Linked DNA regions of Zea mays: regions 1 and 3 are each linked to region 2. Evidence: chromatin contacts called from public Hi-C and HiChIP or PLAC-seq data. All regions are on one chromosome and are shown on one strand. Each heading gives the region's core, a stretch centred on a gene start, on an enhancer-like site or on the middle of the called end of the contact. The rest is flanking DNA. Distances are from core to core; before and after follow the strand shown. Region 1 has its middle 91 kb from the start of LOC100280879. Region 2 holds the start of LOC100286175 (ATP binding protein). Region 3 holds the start of LOC100191479 (putative Transmembrane 9 family protein member 2).

Region 1 (4,810 bases), core at 318-2,817, 270 kb after region 2:
CAACATCTATTAATGATGTTTAACCAACCATTAAACCTCGAGTATAATGACAACTAAAATAGGACATCACATTCTTTTAATTCATTTAACTATTTATTACACGTATATTATGATGAAAATTAAAGCAAATATTATGATGACAATTAAAGCAAAATATCACTTTATCATACAAGCAAAAATTAATACCATAACATTGACGGAGCCTGTCGATTACTCGTTCGAGATGCTAAACCTATCGCTAGCTTTACAAATCCTACCCCACATATTTATTCAATCTATCTAACAATGCAACTAACAGGAATAACAAATCGGCTCTTCATACTAAAATACTACTTGAACCCACGAAATCGACGATGCTTCTCGGTCCGTCCATAACAACAAATACGTGACGAGCGACGTACTGTACTTCACTATTCTACACGATCAAATTTTATTCTTGTACTAATTCACTACTGTGATTTACGCGCACGTCACCGGCCCACATTAATAACGCAAGTATACCAATCTGATGAGAAATATTAAAATGAAGAGCGAGAGCGACGACAGCTCACCAATAATTTAATCCGTCTTGAAGGCCACGAGCACAGCTACGAGTTCCAATTCTATCATTACGTCGAGCACGTGGTGAGCACCACGCGGACTTTACTGCCTTCTCCATTCACATCAAAAATTTTCTGGCTACATGCTGATTTGTTTCCTTTTATGTCTAATTTTCTCGGATTTTTGGCGCGAACATATGTCGTGGATGGCGTGGTTGTCGCATGGTTGCGCGTAGCGGACAACAGTGAACGTTGAAAGTTGGAGATGGTGAGGACGTGCAATACGCGACAAACGACACTAGAGCGTGTCGCGCAGGACATGATGCTGACTAGAACATGACACCGGCGAGCTCCGGAGGTGTGCATCCGACGGCGCAACCGGAACCGAACACAACGAGGAACGTGGCAACAGGGACAACATGGTGTCAGGCGAGCCTTGCCATCGAGCCGATGCAGCGATGTAGCTTGACGGCATCAAAGGAGTAAACAGTGTGACGACGCGGCCTGCCGGAGCTGCAAGTAGACGACATGCCGGATCCACGAGAGCTCCAGCACCATGACAAGGTTGACCTGGCTAGGATATAAGCAGCAGGCGACGTACGGACAGACGACGAACTTTGTAGCAGGGGAAGCCGCTGAGCTGGGCGATGGCGGGTGACCTTGGCGAGCGCGGATCGGCGCGACGGAGACAAAGGCTAGGCGCCTAGCTAGGCGTAGGGACGCGCGCCATAACCCCGGGCGCGAAGGTGGCCTGGGCTAGAGCCGCCCGCGGCCAGGAGGCTTGCGCGGCCACCATGGCCGGTCGAGCGAGCCGGAAGCCGCCGCGTCGGAGGAGCAGGGGAGGAGCGCCATGGGGGAGAAGAGGCGGCCGGGCGCCATGGGATGGAGGCCGAGTTGGAGCTGAAGGGGACGCCGGCCATGGAAGAGGGAGAGGAGGGAGCTCCGGCCATGGAGATGAGGAGAGGGAGAGGAACGCCGACCTGAGCAGTGGCGCAAGGGAGCAGGCGGCTGCAGAAGAAGCCTACGCGTGGGGGATAAGGCAGAGGACAGCGGCTGAAAAAAAAATCAACGGATGAAGGCAGGAGACGTACGCGTCCATGGCTGCTCCAGGAAAATTAACGGAGAGAGCGGTGGTAGGATAGGGACGGAGAAAAGATTTTTCTTTTCAGATTTTTTTTATTAAAGGAAATTGTGGATATTTTGGGGTATAAAATGAGGGTCTATAAGATATATAGGAGAGTCAAACGAATAAGATCGACAGCAACAATTGGACAGGATTTGATTTGACGAATACTCTGAAGTCGGAAGAATTCGTACCATTAATTCACTTTTGAAGATTTATATCAAGGCGAGAAGAAACTGACCAAATTAAACTGATTTTGGCTTCGATAATTTGCTCTGCGATTTGATTGAAATTAGTCGAAACCATATCTGCTAATGTATACTCCATTTCGTCGCCAAAATAACGCGTTGAATAAACAATCCAATTTAAAATCCTTAAATGCAATTTCTCATTTTAAAGAGGGAGGACAGAATTATTTGGCACTGGAAATTCTAGTCGTCGAGTTCTATTTAATTTGTTTGGGATGCAATCGGAGGACTGGACTAAATTTTCAAATTCGTCTTTGCGCGAGCGATGAATTTTAAATAATTACCGGACTCACCGATTTTCGGAACAACTATGTTCCGAACATCACGAAAATTTAGGAAGAGCCCGGATAGATAAAGATAAAAACGATGTCGAACTCGCGACATACGAAACAGATTAAGACATAGAGACTGTTATTCTTATTAATATCCCGTACTTACGTCCATATTCGCTGTTTACGTACAGTAACACCTGGGGTGTTACAGCTTTGCCAGAAGATACCCAGTTTATTGTACCCCTACATGCATTTGATTTATCCCTACAACACTTTCAAGTGCTCATCGTAGGAGTTAAGGGCCACCGTGAGCACCCCCACCATCGATCAGGCACTTCGGGTTGCTCTGTCACCCTCATTCTATGCATTGTGAGTCCGTCATGGCCTATAATGGCATGGCGGCAAGCAAAATCCCTAGCTGAACCCCACACTGTCCGATCTAGCATCATTGATGAGCTCGTCGACTCTGAGGAAGACCGAAGACACCATCTGTTTGCTGAAAACCCCTAATATCGGTCAGTCGATGGTCAACTAGAGATATATAGTGTCATTGAAAGTCGCCTAGAGGGGGTGAATAAGCGAAACCTGAAATTTATAAACTTTGAACAGACACTTCAACCGGAATTAGGGTTAGAAACAAATAATAATAAATACGGAGTGCGGAAGATAGTTCTTCTTGCTATGAGTTGCTCAATCAATGTGGATAACTTTGGGAGCTAACTCAAAAGTATTGTGAGCATGAGAACTTTTAGAGAGAGAGGAGAGGGAAGAAACAAATCGAATGGTGATGATCAACACAAATGAATACGGTGATTTGTTTCTCGAGGTTCAGTTTCAATGACCCTACTCCCCGTTGAGGAGGCCACAAAGGTCGGGTCTTTTTCAACCGTTTCCCTCTCTCAATCGGTCACCTAGACCAGTTGAGTGCTTCTTCTTAATCTCGTGGGTCACAAAGACCCCGCAAGGATGACCACACAATTAGGTGTCTCTTGCTAGCTTTACAAATCACTTATGGGGCGTTTGGATCCCTTCATTTTAAAGGAATTGGAATTCACTCAATAAAGTAACTTATTTAGTTTGGAATTTGGCATTCCACCACTTTCCAAAGTTCAGATATAAGCCTATCTAAAATTCATAGGGTGGAGGATAGGAAATGATTTTATGCATGATTAGAATTTGTTTCTAATCTGTAACTTACATGACACTCTTCGTTCTACTCCTCTATAATAAAAATGTAGCACATAAATATCTAGGACATCTTGCTAATAATAGTATACAAATATATTTTGTATAAAAGTGAATTAGCTTAATTGATATATGCCTAAATTACTATATTAGAATGGAATTCAATTCCAGTGATCCAAATGGGGCGTTAGAGAGTTTAGAAAGAGGTGAAGAAAGCACAACCAAGCAACAAGAGCAACAAATGAAACACAAATCACTATCTCTCAAGTCACTAATCACTATTGATCACATGTCTTAATTTTGGGACTTGGAGAGAATTAGAAGCTTTGAATGTGTCTTTGGAATGTATTCTTTGCTCTTGTATTGAGTGTGGAGAGTGGAAAGCTTAAATGCATTGAATGGAGGTGGTTGGGGGTATTTAAAGCCTCAACCACAATTCTAGCTGTTGGTTGTGCTCTCTATCGACGGATGCACCGAACAGTCTGTTGCCTGCCACGTCAACCGCCCATTGGAGTCGACCATTGGATTCATTTGCCCTGGTGGTGCATTGGACAGTCCGGTGCGACCTGACGTCACTAACTGTTTCTGACCTTCTGACGCCTCAGACTGCGTGGCAGTCGACTATTGGAGAAGATGACCATTGGTCGTGGACTCATCGGGAAGTTTGGTGCACATCGGACAGTCCGATGAATTTTAGCCACGTAGCTCCGCGCTTTCCGAGAGCGACCAGTTCGTTGGGTGCTCCAGCCTGAGCATCAGACACTGTCTGGTGCACACAGGACAGTCCGGTGCACCTTATGCTTGTGCAATCCTGATTTGCCCCCATACTTATAGTATTGGCCCAAGGGTCATTTTCCTTATATGTGTATATGAACTTCATGCACCTGAGAAAAGATCAACTAGGAAAACTAGTTAGTCCATACGATTTGTGATGGTCGTCAAACACCAAAATCGATTATAGGAAATGATTGAGACCATTTCCCTTTCAATCTCCCCCTTTTTGGTGATTGATGCCAACACAAACCAAAGCAAATCAAAGTGTAGAAATATAGCTAGTTTGCATTTTATCAGATGTGCATAAGTTACTTTGAAATGAAAGCAGTTCTAAGCATATATGTTTGCTTTGATATATTTAACATTTTGGACCACATTTGCACCACTTAGCTTGTTTTTGCAAATGTTTTGGAAAAGTTTTTTCAAATTCTTTTGCACTTAGCCAATGGTATAATAATATGATTTCTAAAGCATTTTCAAGTTTTGAAAGATTCTCCCCTTTTTCAAATGCTTTTCCTTTGGCTAAATAAAAGCTCCCCCTGAAAAAAGTCTCCCCTTAGTTGTCAAGAGGGTTTTTGCAAATGATTCAAATTTGGAAAAAGTTTTTAGAAAACAGGGTGGTGGTGCAGTCCTTTTCTTTGGCCTATTAATTTCTCCCCATTTGGAATT
Region 2 (4,379 bases), core at 653-3,152:
CTCCACCGGCGCCGGCGGAAGTTCCATGTCGCCGTCGAGGATCTTGACGATGTCCTTGCTGTCCGGCCGGAGCTCCGGCTGCCGCTGCAGGCAGAGCAGCGCGAGCTGCACGCACTTGGTGGCCTGGTCCTTGTCGTAGCCGCCGGCCAGCCGCTCATCCATGAGCTCGAGCACGTTCCCGGCTCGCGCCAGCTGCCGGCACCAGCTCACTAGGTTCGCCTTCTCCAGCTTCATCGGCGACGACAGGATGTGCAGCGGCCGCCGACCGGACAAGATCACTAGCACGAGAACGCCGAAGCTGTACACGTCGGCTTTCTCCAGCAGATCGCTGCCGTGCTCAAAAGGCCCGCCGCCGCACTCCGGCGCAACGTAGCACACCGTGCCGCGCATGCTCGTCGTGCTGCTAAGCTCCCGGCTGAGGAAGTCCCCGCCGCATCCGCTGTGGACGTCGCTGCCCACTGACCGGCCGCGCCGCCGGCTCCGCTTCCGGCTTCTCCGGAAGCTCAGGTCCACAGAATTGCTCTCGCCGCCGTTGGTGTCGCCGTGGCCCGTGTTCATGCTGATCGAACGGATCCACGGTTTGCCGCCGGAGCGCCGCTTCTCGAAGCTTCCTCCCTTCTTGCTCATCTCTTCAAAGAACTCCTCTTTCCACCACTCCCTCATCTTGGTCCCCTCCTTCCTGGCGACGTCCACATTGCCATTGCAGTCGGTGTTGTTCTTGTCCTCGGGCGGCGAGGCTGACACAGCGTTTTCGTGCGTACCCGAGGGAGAGTTCTTACGTTCGTTGGCGGCGTCTTCGTTCTCGTTGACCCAATCCGGGTTCCTCTCCGGGCAGATTTGGCTGCCAATCCACTCGGCGACGTAATCCCTCGAGTCAAGCTCACCGCTACCATCCTGCTTCCACCACCACTCCTTCCCCCACGCACCAGCCGGGCCAGAATCATCCTTTGTGTCCGTTTTGGCCCCGCCGGCAGCGGAGGCGGTGGTGGAGAGGTGGTCGCCGGCTTCGCCGAGTTCTTGGCTCATGAAATCGTCCCCGGCAGCACCAGACGCGGCGATTGCATCGGGAGTCTTGAAGCGCGCGAGGCCGAAATCGGCGACCTTGGCGCGGAAGTTAGCGTCGAGGAGGACGTTGCTGGGCTTGAGGTCGCCGTGCACGACGGGCGGCTGGCACTCAACGTGGAGAAAGGCGAGCGCGCGCGCCACGTCACGGATGATGGCGAGCCGCTTCTGCCAGTCCAGGAACTGGCCATCGCGGGCAGCGGCGTCGCCGCCTCCGAATAGCGCGCCCTGAAGGGATCCCTGTGGCATGTACTCGAAGACAAGGAGGAGCGGGCGCTCGGCAGCGCCGCCGCCGGAGCCCGGGCCGGGCGAGTAGCCATGGAGGGAAACGAGGCGAGGGGATTCAGGGAGCGACGCGAGGAGGTGGAGCTCGTGCGCCGACGCGCACGTCTTCACAGCGGCGAGCGAGGCGTCGGGGAAGGTGGCGAGGTAGACGGGCGAGGCGGCGCCACTGCCGAGGAGGCGGGACGGGTGGAACCCGCCCGTGGCGCGGCGAAGCGTGCGGCGGGAGTAACGCCGGAGCGGGCGACCGGAGTCCAACAGCGGGGAGCACGGGAGTGTGGGGATCCGGAGCCTCCGCCGCCGGAGGAGGACAACGAGCAAGAGCAACAAAGCTACTGCGGCCACTGCGGAAGCGATGGTGGCGGTGAGGAGGGCGTGGCGGCGGTGTTGACTATGGGCAAGCAAGGGAGGCGGCGGTGGAGCAGCTGGAGGGAGGGGCTGCTGGAGAAGGCGGGAAGGCATGGCAGTGGACGGAGGCGGCGGCGACGCGAGGCAGCGTGGTGTATGCGTGCGAGGAAGTGATTGGGGTTTGGGGAATGGGGATGGCCGGTATTGCCGTATTGGACAGGTAAACAGTAAAGCTCCTTCTATGCTATATTTCAAACTCCAACGGGCTTTCATATATCATATAGCTTATTTTTAAACTTCAATATATCAGTAACGTAGTTTTCTGTAAAAATAACATAAAATAGTAATATCTCTGTTTATCATCGATTAATTTATTTTTAAACTAAAATACGACAAATAAAAAAACGAAGAGAGTATTCTACACGGCTAGAGCTAGCTCTACATTTTTTAGGCCTCCATGAATATTGATCCTTTAGACTTAAATATTTATTCATTTGTAGCCTTGCAAGCACATGGCTGGCTCTGCATTTTTAGACCCCTTAGCGACTATTAAATATAGGCTCTTTAGGCATAAACATTTATTCATTTGTACCCTAAGAAGCAATAAAGTAGATAAGATTTTCATTCTTACAAAAAAAGTTGATATTGTAGACAAAAAACAACAAGATAAATATTGTGGGCCTATTATGCCGAAAATCATCATTCAATGTTCGTTTCGGCACAAACAAGTGTGTTTCAGGTACATTTCTGACATTCGTCCTAAGCAACATCTAAAGAAGCTTCGCCTATGCGCGCAAATGGCAAAGATGCTAGCTGAAGTCGGTAGCTTAGGTAACAAAGAAGAACTTTGAATACAAGCCAGCAGAGAAGTTTCCAAACAATGGAGGCCTAAACCCGCGTAGCCGAGAATGGAGAAAATACATTGTAGCTATGACGTCATTTGTAAATAATGTGTGTAAAACCTTAAGGGGTATGATTGTAATTTTGTACGAAGGCGGTTCATCTTTCCTATAAATAGGTGAACAATGCCCTGCATAAGATACCTTTTTAAGAACCATAACTTCGTGTTGCTTAACCTTCGAAGAACCTTTGTGCCATCCTGTGTCTAGGAGTTGAAGGTATGTTTGTAAGTTTGTATGATATTAGAAGAGATGAAATAAAATGCTAAGGCATAAGAGATGAGTTTTGCATAGATATTTACGTTGTCTTTTTCATATTACCTCACCATGTTTCTCTTTAAAAGCCTTCAACCTTTGTTCTAACAATTCGAGGAAAGTGTTACATCAAAGGACGAAGGTCTTTACATCTTACTTGTGTTGCCTTAATCTTCGATACCTTTAGGGGAATTGAAACCAAGTACCAACATTGGCGCCCACCTCCAGTGATCTCACTACCACAACAAACTACATCACAACGAAGAGCATGGCAAACCATCAAGCTTCGTCAGCATTCATGGAGAAGCTTATGCTGCCCATCATTGGGGGCTTGAGCTTCGAACTCAGCAACAAAAAGCAAAAGAAAGAGGCCCAGAGAAGGGTACAACATGTAGGCATCCATGGACCCTACATTAGGACCAAGTGGTCCCATATTCCTATTACCTTCTCTCAGGATGACCTTCGTCTCAAAGACTATCCACATAGAGATGCCATGGTTATCTCTTGTGTTATCAAAGGCTTCGTAGTGCACAATGTCCTGGTCGACACAGGTAATGATGTAGACATCATATTTGCCAAGGCTTTCAAGCAAATGCAAGAGCCCGAAGATAAGATCCAAGACTCAGCTTTTCCTCTTTGTGGCTTTGGAGGACAACAGGTGATGGCATTAGGAAACTTGATTATGCCTATTACCTTTGGCTATGTTAACAACACAAGAACAGAGGAAGTCATGTTTGAAATTGTTGATATGGAATTCCCATACAATGCTATTATCGGAAGAGGAACTCTCAATGTATTTGAAGTAGTTCTACATTCAGCTTATCTTTTCATGAAGATACCCAACAATCAAGGAGTAATATCAGTTTATGGCAGCCAAGAGGCAATAAGAAGGGCATAAGGGACCCTGGAAAAGCCAAAGATTTTTTATAACAAAGACGAAGCTGAAGTGCGAATCCAGGAATCTGAAAAACTAGTAAAAGAAAAGGCATCTTCGGTGGATCAACCAAAGCCGGTACTTCTTTGTGATGATGTTGCAGAACAGAGGGTTTTCTTCATCAATCAGCTAACTTCGAAGCAAGATTCTAATCTCCAAAGTTGTTTGTTTCACAAAAAAGATGTCTTTGCCTGGTCAGCAAATGACCTGTGTGGACTAGACAGAAGCATAATAGAGTATACCCTAAATGTGGACCCAAGTGTTAGACCATGTAAGCAAAAGCTTCGTAAAATGTCCGAAGATAAGGCCGAAGGTGCAAAGGCTGAGGTTAAGAGATAGCTTACTGCCAAGGTTATTAGGGAAGTCACATACCCAGAATGGTTGCCCAACACAGTAATGGTCAAAAAATCCAACGGCAAGTGGTGGATGTGCATTGACTTCATAGATCTCACTCATGAGTTTGTTGGATTGTTACTCAGGTTACCATCAAATCTGGATGAAAAAGGAAGATGAGTCAAAGACTAGTTTCATAACCCACAGCGGCACTTACTACTATCTTTGGATGCCTCAGGGGCTCAAGAATGCCAGAGGAAGCTTCA
Region 3 (5,025 bases), core at 400-2,899, 440 kb before region 2:
ATCATGAATCAAGCAGCGAAATTATTGACGAACATGTTAACACGGTATTCATCTTCAATCTTCTCCTTGAGAAGCTTTGCTTCTTTCTCCCCAACAGATATCTTGCAGACTACTTGACACATCTGAGGCTCCCTCATTTCAAACTGAAAAAAATATATATGCTCAACAGTCAAACTAGTGCCCAAGGTGTCAAACACTGATCAGATAAACCAATGCACAGTGAAAGAACAAACCGTATAGGGAGAGTTTTCAATGCGATCTCCACGAAGAACTTCACCGAGATTTTCTGCACTGTCAACTATGGTATCCGGCTTGCAGAATGGGAGAGAATAGTAGGAGTAGGGAAGTTGTGTCTTGATTGAGGTCAGCTTGTTGACTTTCACAGGAAGTGGATCTTTCTGTAATGATATTTAATATAAAATATTTCTCATAAACATCTAAGCCCTCCATTCTAAATTATAAGACGGTTTAGCATTTCTAGATTCATAACTTTCGCTGTGCATTTAGACATATACTCACTATCTTAGATACATAATAAAAGCAATGTATCTAAGAAAACCGAACTTCTTATAATTTAGTACAGTAGTAGTAATAATGTAGTAGAAACATGTCTCCAACATTGAAAGTAATAAGACAGCACGAGGACGCACATGCTATTAAATATGTCAAACAGTATTAACATGAATATATAAACTCAAGACAAATGCTAATAACAAGTAGGAAGACAATAGGTCAGATACTGACAAACAGACAAATAAAACATACAACGAAACATAAAATAATTTCAAAAAAATTACAGATAAAGGGTCAAATAAAATGCAACTGCTGTCACGATAGCAGTGTGAAAACTAGGTTCTTCACAGGTACTTAGGTTTAACGCTACAAAATCAATGAAAACTACATTCCAGATCAGAACAGTTGACATAACTAGTATATAGTAATCAACAACGACTTGTATTAAAAATGTAACAACCTAATATGATCCTTCTCTGAATTTTATCGCCGGAGGACTCAGACACTCGTAAATGTAAAGTTTTGCAGCTCCACATTCTCCTAGGTGCACACTCTGGCCTCTGGGCATTTCCCGGTGAAAGCACATCTCCGTTGTTTCAGTCTCCATCACGCATCCACCCGCGATGAATCTCACGACGAGAACGTGACGGGGGAAGCACATATGAAGCTTTTTGCACGGCTCATAGGACCGAAACATTCTGAGCGCCACTGATTGCGCGGAGAGCGAGAATCGTCGCGAACACGCGCAGCCAGATCTCGATGCGGCCGACCCGCGCGTTCGCAGATCTGGGGCGGCCGACAGCAGATCCGAACCGCACGCGATCCCCAAACACACAAAGCGCTAGGGAGGAGATCTCGTGCCAGGAGCCCAGGAGGAGAAACGGAGGCGAGACAAAGGGTGGCTGTCTTACGCGTACCTTCTCGAAGTCATTGGGCGCGACGCCGGGGAGGTAGAACCCTGAGGCCGGCGGCGCGAGCGCGACGATGCAGAGTGCGGCGAAGGCGACGGCCCACGCCGACGGCTCCATGCCGGAGTTGTGGGCAGGCGATGGGAGTGGCGCGACGCTCGCGGCTCCCCGGCGCGGGGCAAGTAGAGACAAGATGGAGGAAGAAGAATGAGATGGCGCTTTTCCGCTGCGTTGCGCGAAGAGATGGTGGTGGTTTAATGGACTGCAGACGCATACAGGCGCCGAGCCGTAGCGGCACGAACGTTGCGCACCCAACCCAGACTCGCTGTACTATCGCCGCCAGGTGGGCCCGACATGTGCAATGTGGTCGCATGGTCCCATTACCAGTGAGATTAGAAAAGTTTTGTGCGGGACAGCCCTTGCACAGTTCCATGTTGCTTCTTTTTACCGCCGGTGAGTTTCGATAATGGATAAACTTGGTTCCACGAGTTACCTCCAGGTGCACTTCGGGTGGTCCCACCTGTCAGTAAGCTACAATTTTTTAGTGCCACACGATCGCAACGAAAAGCCTTACACTGACACCATGGCCCGACTACCTGCTAGCACGTCCGTCCCACGTTTCAGTGGTAGTGCTGTACAGGTGTTGGTTGGTTTAGCAAGCAGTGTCGTGGGACTGGAACGTCTCACCTACGTGACAACTCGAGCTTTGCTTGCGTTCGTGCCAAACAATTCGGGCAGGTGGGGCCCGCGCACGCTAAAGGGATCGAAGAGGGCCCATGCGTCAGTGGGCATGTTAGGTGCGCATCACGGAAAAAAGTGAGTTTGGTGGTGTATTACGTGTGTTGCTGGGGTGGTGGGGAGAGCACGCACGGGCACGACTGGAAGAATAGCACAAGCAGCCGGCCGACCTGAACCATTGCTGGTGACCCTACAGTGACCCAGTATCGGCACAGCAACTGTGACGTACGGGCCCGGCACGACCAGCCCACCTGTCAGCTACACCGTGCAAAGTGTCCTTTTTTTAGTGCTTAATTAATGGACTAGGTGAGTGCACGTGCGTTGCAACGAAAATATATAATTTTTTATTCTGTATTATTTAGTGTCGAGCAATATTATTTGGCAATGAACTACTTTAAAATTGATGAAGACGACTTTAAAAAAAATTGAGAAAAATACAGAATTCGTGTGATATATAAAGGGGGTCGGCGCCTGACACGTGATGCCGACACCAGGGATCGGCGTCAAGATGTATGGTGCTGACCCCCTGACACGAGATGCCAGCGCCAAGATCTATGGCGCCAACCCCTGCCACATCACCATCCACGGCACCTAAACAGGCGCCATTAAAGTTGGCGCCGTCACGCGTTGTCTCGGCGCCAATTATAATGGCGCCGAGCCGGGGTCCATTTTTTTAAATGAAACTGCAAAGGGTGTATTTGTGAAAATAATACCCTAAAAGGCTAAAATGCAAAAAAGTTGGCCAAGAGCTACTACCAATGTAAAATTTCGTCAACTTTATCTTAAGACCACCTTTCCAGATAGACAACTACGCCACGATTGAAAACAGCGCGTGTTTGTAGGCCTGTGAGTCCGCAAAATTATTAACGGAATGAACCTGATTACCAAAAACAGGTTTCCCTATGTACGATCAGAAAAAATACACACACATATTCCAACATAACAGCTTCGTTTTAATATTTATGATCACAGAGACCAAGATACAACATAGGATAACAAAATGTATGAATCCCAGGAACCGTAGCTTCAAGATGTGGACATGGTCGATCAAAGTTTCACCGTGTCTTATTATAACTAATCAGATACCATGAATGGAATAAAAACCACGAATAATCCCAATAGAGGCAGCTTAGGCAGACACACCACCACCACGACACTCGTCCAACATGTCAACGTTACACTGCATCAACCGAAAAAGCCAGTGACGACATCATCAAATCAGTATACAAAAAGCAGGTCCATAATTCTTAACATGGTCTCAACAAAGCCAACCGTGTAAAACGATCATACCCTTGTAAAAATTGCTTGAGAGCCTAGCTTTGATGACAAGTAATTAGCAGGCTCGGTAAAAGAAAAAACAGGCACCTCTTGATACTTGCAGGTTCATTGTCCCAGAGGAAATTGACAGTCACTTAGTAATGTCACTCACATTAGACCAAACATCAGCTAAAAACAAAGATACCTAATAGTTACATAAATATTTATTTAACTGAACAGACCTGTTTAAATAACAGATAAGGGCCATATATCAGGCATTTCACATATTACCAAAATTGGACCCTTTATTTAAAATGAAGTTTTTCAAGATGAAGGGAATATATAACAAACAAAATGTGAATGGCCACATGTAGCTCTTGTACAACTAAATAAGTTACCACAACCTTTACTATGAAGTGACAAACCAAATGTTTGATGCACCAGACCGAAGAAAAATTAGGAAACAGAAAGTGGCAAGCAAACATACATATTGGAAAGCCTTAGAATGGATGCTGCAAGCATCAACATTGATCGCTGGAGCAGCCGGGGTGGCAGCAGCAGCTTCTGAGACAACAGTCTCATGCTGAATGGTCCGAGGACCCAATATAGTGTCAACAGTCATGTTCCCTGTGTGCAATGGCACTACCCATACCAAATGTCATACCTGAAACAATGTGTTCATTCAATTCAAGGACTATGATAATGTTTATAGCTGAAGCTATCCAGAAAAGAACAAGCTTTGAATACCATACCACCTTCAGCAATGGTGGACCTGATTCCTCCAAACATGAAGCCACCACCATCTCGAACAGGAGCTGGAGGAGGAGGCTGGCGTGCTGTAAAAAAAATCAGTTGACACATTAGTTACAGAAATAAAACAAATTATAGCTCCAATATAAACACAATGAAATGTAATCCTATTATGAACTAAAACCTAATTGGTTCTGATTCCAAAGAAATCAACAATACTTGTACCAAAAATCCATGTGTATTAGGAACAGAACTGAAACAAATTCTAATTCCAACAAAAACAAGGAACCATAATTTCTATATTTAACTCTGTCTCCATAGCAACCAATAATGTTTAAGAACAACTTCATACTGGCACCACAAATTCCAATATAACTTATGGTATATTTATGTCATCAACATTGCTATAGTAACACATTTTCAACAAATGAACATACAGATATACAAGAATTTTTTTTGCAAAAGGGATGACATGGAAACCAGAAAAATTATTGCTTTATAGGAGTAAAGAAAAGAAAAGACATGGGGTACCTTTTTGGGTGTTCGGTCCTTGTCACCTAGAACCTGCTCAAGTGTAAAAACAATGAATAAATCACATTGAACTGAAGATAACTCATTAAAAAAGCATTGCTGTGCAAACAACACAGATTGGGTAGTATTAGGCTTCAAAAATCGTTGCTTTCTATTCAAAAGTATGTGTTACATTCATAGCCAACTAAGAAGGTCATTGTTTGCAACAGCAGCGCAAGTAGATAAAAACAAGATTCTTCTAACACTTTGAGTAATTGGATATTAGCTCACTGTGGTTCTAAAAATCATTATAAATTGAGTAGCAGATTTCTCACTCTAAAATGAAGAT

The links. A called contact is a pair of places that touch in the nucleus more often than the background predicts. HiChIP or PLAC-seq counts read pairs in DNA pulled down with a chosen protein or histone mark.
Region 1: a contact with region 2 is called in a Hi-C map of bundle sheath, with 2.8 times the contacts expected there. The contact joins the enhancer-like site here to the promoter of LOC100286175 in region 2. A contact is called at or near these places in 4 of 25 Hi-C or Micro-C datasets (bundle sheath, ear, leaf and 1 more).
Region 3: a contact with region 2 is called in an H3K4me3 HiChIP or PLAC-seq map of leaf, with 2.8 times the contacts expected there. The contact joins the promoter of LOC100191479 here to the promoter of LOC100286175 in region 2. A contact is called at or near these places in 4 of 25 Hi-C or Micro-C datasets (bundle sheath, ear, leaf and 1 more) and 1 of 3 datasets of contacts at active chromatin or transcription factors (leaf).

Annotation. Positions count from the first base shown.
Region 1 is chr10:47,857,633-47,862,442 of Zm-B73-REFERENCE-NAM-5.0, reverse strand. No RefSeq gene overlaps it. Among protein-coding and RNA genes, the nearest start is that of LOC100280879, 91 kb to the right of the region's middle. Within about 2 kb of position 1,567, at least 17 of the 20 cell types and tissues checked have an H3K27ac peak or open chromatin away from gene starts, as enhancers often do. A contact at or near this core is called in bundle sheath, ear, leaf and 1 more, where this site is marked.
Region 2 is chr10:48,123,834-48,128,212 of Zm-B73-REFERENCE-NAM-5.0, reverse strand. LOC100286175 (ATP binding protein) reads right to left here and starts at 1,902. Exons shown (of 1, transcript NM_001159063.2): 1 at 1-1,902. The coding sequence starts at 1,806.
Region 3 is chr10:48,566,308-48,571,332 of Zm-B73-REFERENCE-NAM-5.0, reverse strand. LOC100191479 (putative Transmembrane 9 family protein member 2) reads right to left here and starts at 1,649. Exons shown (of 7, transcript NM_001136911.3): 1 at 1,431-1,649; 2 at 234-398; 3 at 34-143. The coding sequence starts at 1,541.